Linked DNA regions of Sus scrofa: region 2 is linked to region 1. A link is a contact called in public Hi-C data. All regions are on one chromosome and are shown on one strand. Each heading gives the region's core, a stretch centred on a gene start, on an enhancer-like site or on the middle of the called end of the contact. The rest is flanking DNA. Distances are from core to core; before and after follow the strand shown. Region 1 holds the start of SLC12A5 (solute carrier family 12 member 5). Region 2 holds the start of CD40 (CD40 molecule).

Region 1 (3,832 bases), core at 915-3,414:
GGAGGTGATGGTGAATCTGTGGCTTAGAGCCAGGCAGTTTTGGTCTTGGTGCAAAAGGCAGATGGCACAAGTGGCCTCTACCCACCAGATGCCAGTATCATCCTCCTTCCAGTTGTGACAAACTAAAATGTCTCTGAGTATTGCCAAATGTTCCCTGATGGGCCACACTGCCCCCCACTTGAGAACCACTGCTCCAATGCAACAAACATACAGACAGGTCAGCCCATCACAAGTGTACATTACAATATAGTTTCACAAACTGAACACAACTGTAACCAGCATCCAGATCAAGAAACAAAACATCACCGGCATCCTAAAAACCCCCGCATGCCCTCTTGTAATCACTGCCTCTTCATCCCAAGAGTTACTATCATCATTTATAACAGCTTAAAGATACATTTTTTTTTTTTTTGCTTTTTAAGGGCTACCCCAGAAGCATACAGACGTTCCCAGGCTAGGGGTCGAATTGGAGTTGCAGCTGCTGGCCTACACCATGGCCACAGCAACGCTGGATCCTTAACCCAGACAGCAAGGCCAGGGATGGAACCCTCATCCTCATGGACACTAGTTGGGTTTGTTACCACTGAGCCACAACTGGAACTCCTTAAAGATAGACTGTGACTATTTTCACGTTAGTTAAACAGTATTTTACAGGCATATACCTTGGAGTGGAATTGCTGGCTAGACAGGTATGTGTAAGTTCAACTTTAGCAGATGTGACCAAACAATTTTCCAAAGCGGTTCTGCCCATCTATATTCCCACCAGCAATGCATGAGATTTTCCAGGATCCTCCTTGAGGCCTCTTTCCATTACATGCAACGTCCAATCCAGCAGCAGGCCCTGTAGGTTCTACTTCCAAAATGTATCTGGAATCAGATGACTGCCACCATCCTAGCCCAGCTAACAGTACCTCTTACCTGGGGGTCTGCAGAAACCTCCTCATCAGACTCTCAGCCTCTACGCCTGCCCTTAGTTGAGTTTTCACCCAGCAGCCAGAGTGACCCCGTTAACATATAAGTCAGATTACTTCATTTTCCCGACTCAAAAACTTCTCACGGGTTCCCTGGTAGATTAGGAAAGAATCCAGATGCCTCCCTGAAGCCTTAGGATCTGCCTTCTTCTCCTCCCTCATCTCCTCACCACCACGCTTTTCGCTCACTGTTCCAGACACACTGGCCTTCTTGCTGCTCCCTAAACCATCCAGGCCTCTTTTCACCCCGGGGCCTTTGCACTTGCTATTTTCTCTTCAAGAGAGCTCTTCCCCCACATCTCTGCTTAATTGGCTCCTTCTCATTAGTGAAGTCTCAGGTTAAATATTCCATCTTCTGAGAGGTCTTCTCAGACCATGCCCTAAAGCAGTTCTTCCCTCTACTCATTATCCCTGGGCCTCCTCTTCTTCCTCTTCTTCCTCCTCTTCCTCCCCTCCTTCCCCTCCTCCTTCCTCTTCTTCTTCTTCTTCTTCTTCTTGTCTTTTTGCCATTTCTTGGGCTGCTCTCGCAGCATATGGAGGTTCCCAAGCTAGGGGTCTAATTGGAGCTGTAGCCGCAGGCCTACGCCAGAGCCACAGCAACGTGGGATTTGAGCCGCGTTTGCAACCTACACCACAGCTCATGGCAACGCCGGATCGTTAACCCACTGAGCAAGGGCAGGGACTGAACCTGCAACCTCATGGTTCCTAGTCGGATTCGTTAACCACTGCGCCACGATGGGAACTCCTCACCTTTTCTTCTTAACATATACAACAATCTCAAATTATCTTGTTTATGCGTTTGCTCACTTATCATCTCTCTCCTCTCACACATTAGGACTTAAGCCACACGAGGGAAGGAAGCCAGTGGGTCTCATCCAGTGCTGTATCCCCAGAGCCTAGCACCAATGCCTGAAACACAGGTGAGCTGTCAAGATGTGCTGAATGAATGAGTGTGAATGAAACCCAGATGTTTAGGAGACCCCAGCAGAGGAGCGCCGGTTCCAGGAGCCACATGCTGGGGTCCCTGGTACAGGGAAAGCTCTCAGCAGCGAGGGGGATCCTCAAGCGGTTCCAGTGGAATTGAGAGTCCAGGGCCTCAGAGCTAAGTGATGAGATACAGAGCCTCAGCACAGCGGGCACTAGGACCCTGCGCGGCGCCGCGGCCGGCGGGGGGCGGCCGGCGTGGAGGGGGAATCCGCTCTTTCAGCCTTCAGGAGCCGGGCTGCGGCCACTTGTGCAATCTGGGCCCGTTCCGCGGCCGCCCGGCCCCTTTCCGCACCATGAGCCGCAGGTTCACTGTCACTTCACTGCCACCCGCGGGCCCTGCCGGGACCTCTGACCCGGAGTCCCAACGGCATCCAGCAGCCGGTCTCCGCCACCTCTCTGGGGAAGACGCCAAAGGTAGAGGCCGCAGGGGGGCGGGGCCTACCGATATGGGGGCGGGGCTATGGAGGGGAGTGGGGGGGCCCCCCTTGGTGGGCAGGTCTTGTAGGGAGGGGCGGGGCCATGGCGGGGTGGGGTAGGGTCCCAGCCGAGGGCCGGAGAAAGGAGAGCGAGTTGGGACCTAGGAAAGTGGGGTAAGGCTGGTGGAGGGGAAATGATGAAGGGAGGGGCCAGAATAGCGGTGGGCGGGGACACAGAGAAGAGGGTGGGGCTAGAGTTGAAGGGGAGGATCTTGTGATGTAGGGGCTAAGACCTAGGGGGCTGGGCCGGAGGGCAGTAAAGGGGCGGGGTCACATCGGATAGGAGGCGGGACCAGAGAGGGAGAAGGTGGAACCAGGAAAAGGGAGGGCCGTGTGGGTGGGTCCAGAGCCAATGGGACGAGGCAGGACCAGCTTGGGTTTGGGGGTAGAAAAGGGCGGGACCACAGAAGGGGTTGGGCCAGCAGTATAGGGGTAGAGTGGCGGGCAGCAGGAAAAATGAGTTCCGCTGGGTCGCCGGGTCATTGGTGCCTGGCGGATCCTTCAGTCCTCAGCCACCCGGGAGGCGTCGCTGCCAGCGCCTGGGGAATCCCGGGAAGGAGACGGGAGAAAAGAGAAGTTTGGACCCCAGACAGCTAGATCCTGGGAGGCTCCTTTGGCGACTCCAGTCCCGACCTTTTGGGACTCAGCTCCCTCTACTCCTGCTCCACAAGCAGTGGGTGGTGCCAGCACTAGAGTAATGGATTAGGGGCGTCTTCCTGGAGGGCCCAGGGCAGTGGTCACGTCATGGAAGTTACATACAGGGTACAGAAGAGAGAGGAGGGAAAGGATCCTTCTAGCCTTCGGTGAAGAATTAGCATCCTGGATGCACACACAGTTTTCTCCGCAAGGGCCACCTGTCAGGGGTTCCCCTCCCTGACTCTGGGCCCCTCAGGTCTGGAAGGAACGTGGAGAATCGGCTCCAAATGGCCCCAGAGCAGGGAGGAGAAAGAGCCTCCCCAGGCCTCCAGGGGTCGCTGCTGAGCCGCAGGTGAGCTCACCCCGATTCCAGCAAAACTGAGCACCAAAAACCCTTTAGGGGTTTCAAACTTTGGCAAACCTCCTCTTTGGGCAGATGACTGAACTGAGGCCTAGATTTCTGGAAGGCTCCAGTCCCGTGAACCAGCCACCTCCTGGACGTGGTCACTAGGAATTTTAGGGCTCTTTTCTTTCTTCATCTTTCCCATAATCTGCCCTTTAATCACTTTCAGGAATGTCCTTACAGCCTTACAGATTTAAAAGTCAGAACTCTAGGAGCCATCCTCAACCCCTTCTTTCCTCCTACCACCAGATCTGATTGTTCCTCATGTCTCAGCCACTCCACCTTCAAACCTTATCCTGAATCTGCCCACATCTCTCCTCCTGTCACCATCACCCTGGTCCAAACTTCCATCATCTCTC
Region 2 (3,832 bases), core at 358-2,857, 94 kb after region 1:
ACAGCAAGACACAGTAAGAAAAAAAATTGTGTGTTTGGAAAATGGGGAGAAGGCGAGTATGGCTGAAGCCAGTGTTCATGGGAGGACATGGCAGGGTGTGAGTGTGGGGAGAGAGGGTGAGGCTGAGTGGAGACCAGCCACGCTGTGTCAGGAGGACTTTGGAGCATCCTGAGGGCATAGGAGAGTACAAAGAGGTTTCTAAAGTTTGAAGTGCCTCATCAGACCAGATCTTACAAATAGGACTGCAACAGTGCACCCAGAGAGAGAGAGAGAGAGAGAGAGAGAGAGAGAGAGAGAGAGAGAGAGACAGGCAAGAAGGGGGAAGAGGGAGGGAGAGGTAGAAAGAGAGGGAGGAAGCTGTCTGGAACATAGCAGAAGCTGAACAAATGCTTACTGAATGAATGAGGCTGCCGGGACAGCAGGGGTGAAAGATGCTGACTCAGAATTCTGGTAATAGCAAAGGGGATAGAAAAGAAGGGATGGATTCCAGAGGTAGAATCTACACATCTGCAAATGTGCCCTTTGCAGTAGCAGCCCTCTCCTCTCCCATCCTCTCTGGTCCTGTGTAGTGTGTTCTTTTGGCCCGGCCCAGAAATTCAAAGCTTGGAGGGCCACCACCCCAAATGCTATCTAGTTCAAACTCCTCAGGTTTCATTGAAGAAAGCTGAGGCTCAAGGAAATGCATCCCATCAGAGGCAGAGCCTAGACCAGAACCCAGGTGTTTCCTGCTGCAGAGCAGAGTGAGTTAACACTGGTTCAAGAAACGGCTTGGAGAGCCTGAACCAGGGAAATAACAGGTACAAGGGTGTATGTGTTTCTGCAGAACTAGGGGATCCTCAGTCTTCTAAGATTCTCAAAGGGTCCTACCATCCCACAGAAGGCTGGTCTACTCTAAGTGACTGTCTCCAGACGGCAGATGGGAACTGGGAGGGAATAGACTCTGATAGGGATTGCATGGATGGATGGATGGATGGGGAGGCTGGGACGCTGAGCCCACGCGAGGGAATTTCCTTTGAAAGAGAGTGAAACTGTAAGCTGGGAAACTCTTTTCCTTGAAATGCCTCCCCAGCCCTCCTCCCACGCCCCAGCTGTGGCCTTCCCGTTTTCTGGGAACTTCCTCAGGCCTCTCCATCCACGCGGTGGGGGACGTTTTTCGGTTCTGTCGGGATTGCCAGAGGCGGCGGGGAAGAACCGCGGGGAGTTTTCCCAACACCCGGAGGGATCTCTCTTCCCTCCCCTCGGCCCCCCCCCAGCTCCGCCCAGGAAGCAGGCTGCCTCCTGGCTCACCTAAGCTTGGCCTTCGTAGTCCCAGGGGGGCGAGGAGCCCCAAGAAGGGGCTTTTCCTGGACCATACGTCCCCCTTCTCCCCAACTCCCGCCAAAGCGCGTCCCTAAACTCCCGAGGGAATTAGACCACTTGGGAATGTCCTAGGGGAAATCCCGGGGAGGGGCAAGGCCGGGAACTCCGCCCCCCGCCAGGGAGGCTGGTCGCGATTGGTTCCCGAAGACCCCGCCCCTTTCCTGGGAGGTCCGTGGACTGGGACAGGGGAACTGGTAGAGGCCCAGTCCCCGCGGCCTCTGCACTGGCTGCCTGGTTTACGCCTCGCCATGGTTCGTCTGCCTCTGAAGTGTCTCCTCTGGGGCTGCTTTTTGACCGCCGTAAGTTGAATTTCTGTTCCAACCAGAGGCGGGAATTTGAGATTTGAGAGTAGGGAATGGGAAGAGAAGTGAGACTTTGCGGAGGGGAACTTCCTAGCTGATTTGGGGGGTGCGGGGCAGCTGGGTGGAAGCTGGGTAAGGTACACGGGGTCCTGGCTGAATGGGGTGGGCTGCCTCTCTCTCCTCCCAGGCAGAGGGGTCTCAGGTAGCCCACAGAGAGCGCATGGTGGGGTCACTGTAGGAAACTTGCCTAGCCGGCGGCGATGGGGCTGCGGTTTGGGGAACCTGAAGCTTTATCTGGTCAGACTAGAGTCCTGGAGTAGGGGTCTGCCGGGGGCTGGCCACAACGAGACACGACACCGCCACACGAGACACAGGACGGGTTTCCGAAGTGGGGAGGGAGCCCAGCCAAGGGAAAGGGTTGGTCTGGCCAGTTTCCTGTCTCTTTCCTATTGTGGACAGATGCCAGCCTCTGTGAGTGGTTATCACCTCCTGGCCAGCTGGGGCTGCCTTCTTTTAGGGCATCTTGTGGGAACAAGGGATGAATGCAGAGGCCCAGGTGCTTCTTTGAGAAGCCTAGGAGCTTTTAACACTCCCACCTCCAGCCCCAAATCCTGAGTGATCTGACTTAGGAGGGATATCTAAGGCTGTGTTTCTGCCTCCTGAGTTTAAGATGACATAGGAGACTCTGGGGGAAATGAACAGTTTATGGGAACACGAAAGGGTTAGAAGCCCAGTGGGGGTTTCTCTAGGCACCAGAAAGGCTCGGATATGCCCAACCAAGCATATCTCCGGAATTTTCAGAGGCCCACACTTGACTCGCTTTTAGTTTAAATGTATTTTTGTAGTTCCTCATTTTGGAGGCCGGGAATCCCCCCAGTACCTGACACTCTCATTCCAGCCCCTTCGGTCTCCCCCTAACTTTCAAGGGCTGTAGTTTCTGGCATGAAGGCAGAACAGGAATGACCCATGAAGTAGGGGGTTGGCAGCCAGGGAAGAGAGGGGAGGCTGCTTTGGTCTCAGTGCTTTCATGTTCACTCTAAGCAATGGCTCTCAGGGAGAAAGGAGGCAGGAAGAGGGCTCATGGAGAAGAAGCGGAGGAAACGCCGGGGGAGATAGGATGAAGCGTGGTCTGGGCTTCTCAAGAGCAAACTCCCAGTTATAGCTCCAGGTTGAGATGAAGCTCAGCAACAGCTGGAGCTATTTATGGAGCGTTTCCTGGGTGTCAGGCTCTGAGCAAAATGCTTTACTCTCTGTCTGACTTCTTTCAACTCCCCCATTATACAGATGGGCACACTGAGGCTCAGAGAGAGACAATGTCTTGCCCAAATTCTTATAGCTAGGTGGAAACTGCATGTAAATCTTCATCTGCCTGATTCCTGAGCCTGCCTCTCAGATGGTGAGAGTCTCCAAACCTTGGTCCTGAGCTACTTGGTGTCAGAAGGACTGAAGCTGTGAAGTGGGAACTGGGGATTGACAGATTTTCAGAGGAGGAGCTAAATTTCTCATGTGTTTGAACATGGCATAAAGGACTTTCATGGTTCTGGGAGCGTGGTGGGAACATCCACAGAGTTGCACAGAGAATATATATAGGCTAGCGTGCTGTGATGCGATGGTGGGGGCAGTAGCCTTTTCTGTTTCCTTCCTCATTTGGGGTAAGATGTATTTCCTCAAGTCATTTGCCCACCCACCTGAATGACAGCCACCCATGAGGCAGGATCCTGTACAACCAGCCAGTTAGCCAGGGTGCTAGGCATCCAAGTGAATACTGGTATATATGTATGCTAATTAAAACTGCCATTTAGGAGTTCCCACTGTGGTGCAGTGGGTTAGAAATCTAGCTGCAGCAGCTCGGGTCACTGGGGAGGTGGGGGTTCCATCCCCTGCCCTGCGCAGTAGGTCTCAGCTGCGAGGCAGATTCAATCCCTTGCCCAGGAACTTCCACATGCTGCGGGTCGGCCGTAAAAAACAAAAACAAAAAATAAAAACACCTGCCATTTAATGAACACCTATTATTGTGTTCCAGAGCCTATGCCAGGCCATATATATCAATTCTTTCTCATTTTCACAAACCAATCTTTGGGGTGAGTAGTGTTATTCCCATTTGAGAGATGTAGAAACTGAAGCCAAGAGAGGCAAAATAAATGTTGCAAAGTCATGATTGGAGCCTTAAG

The links. Hi-C and Micro-C count contacts between places; a contact is called where the count stands out from the background.
Region 2: a contact with region 1 is called in a Hi-C map of embryonic fibroblasts, with 2.5 times the contacts expected there. The contact joins the promoter of CD40 here to the promoter of SLC12A5 in region 1. A contact is called at or near these places in 1 of 47 Hi-C or Micro-C datasets (embryonic fibroblasts) and 1 of 2 datasets of contacts at active chromatin or transcription factors (alveolar macrophages).

Annotation. Positions count from the first base shown.
Region 1 is chr17:48,189,908-48,193,739 of Sscrofa11.1, forward strand. SLC12A5 (solute carrier family 12 member 5) reads left to right here and starts at 2,165. Exons shown (of 26, transcript XM_021078314.1): 1 at 2,165-2,372. The coding sequence starts at 2,252.
Region 2 is chr17:48,284,509-48,288,340 of Sscrofa11.1, forward strand. It overlaps CD40 (CD40 molecule), which reads left to right and starts at 1,608. Exons shown (of 9, transcript NM_214194.1): 1 at 1,608-1,658. The coding sequence starts at 1,608. All of the region lies in intron 1 of LOC106506699 (a long non-coding RNA gene), which reads right to left.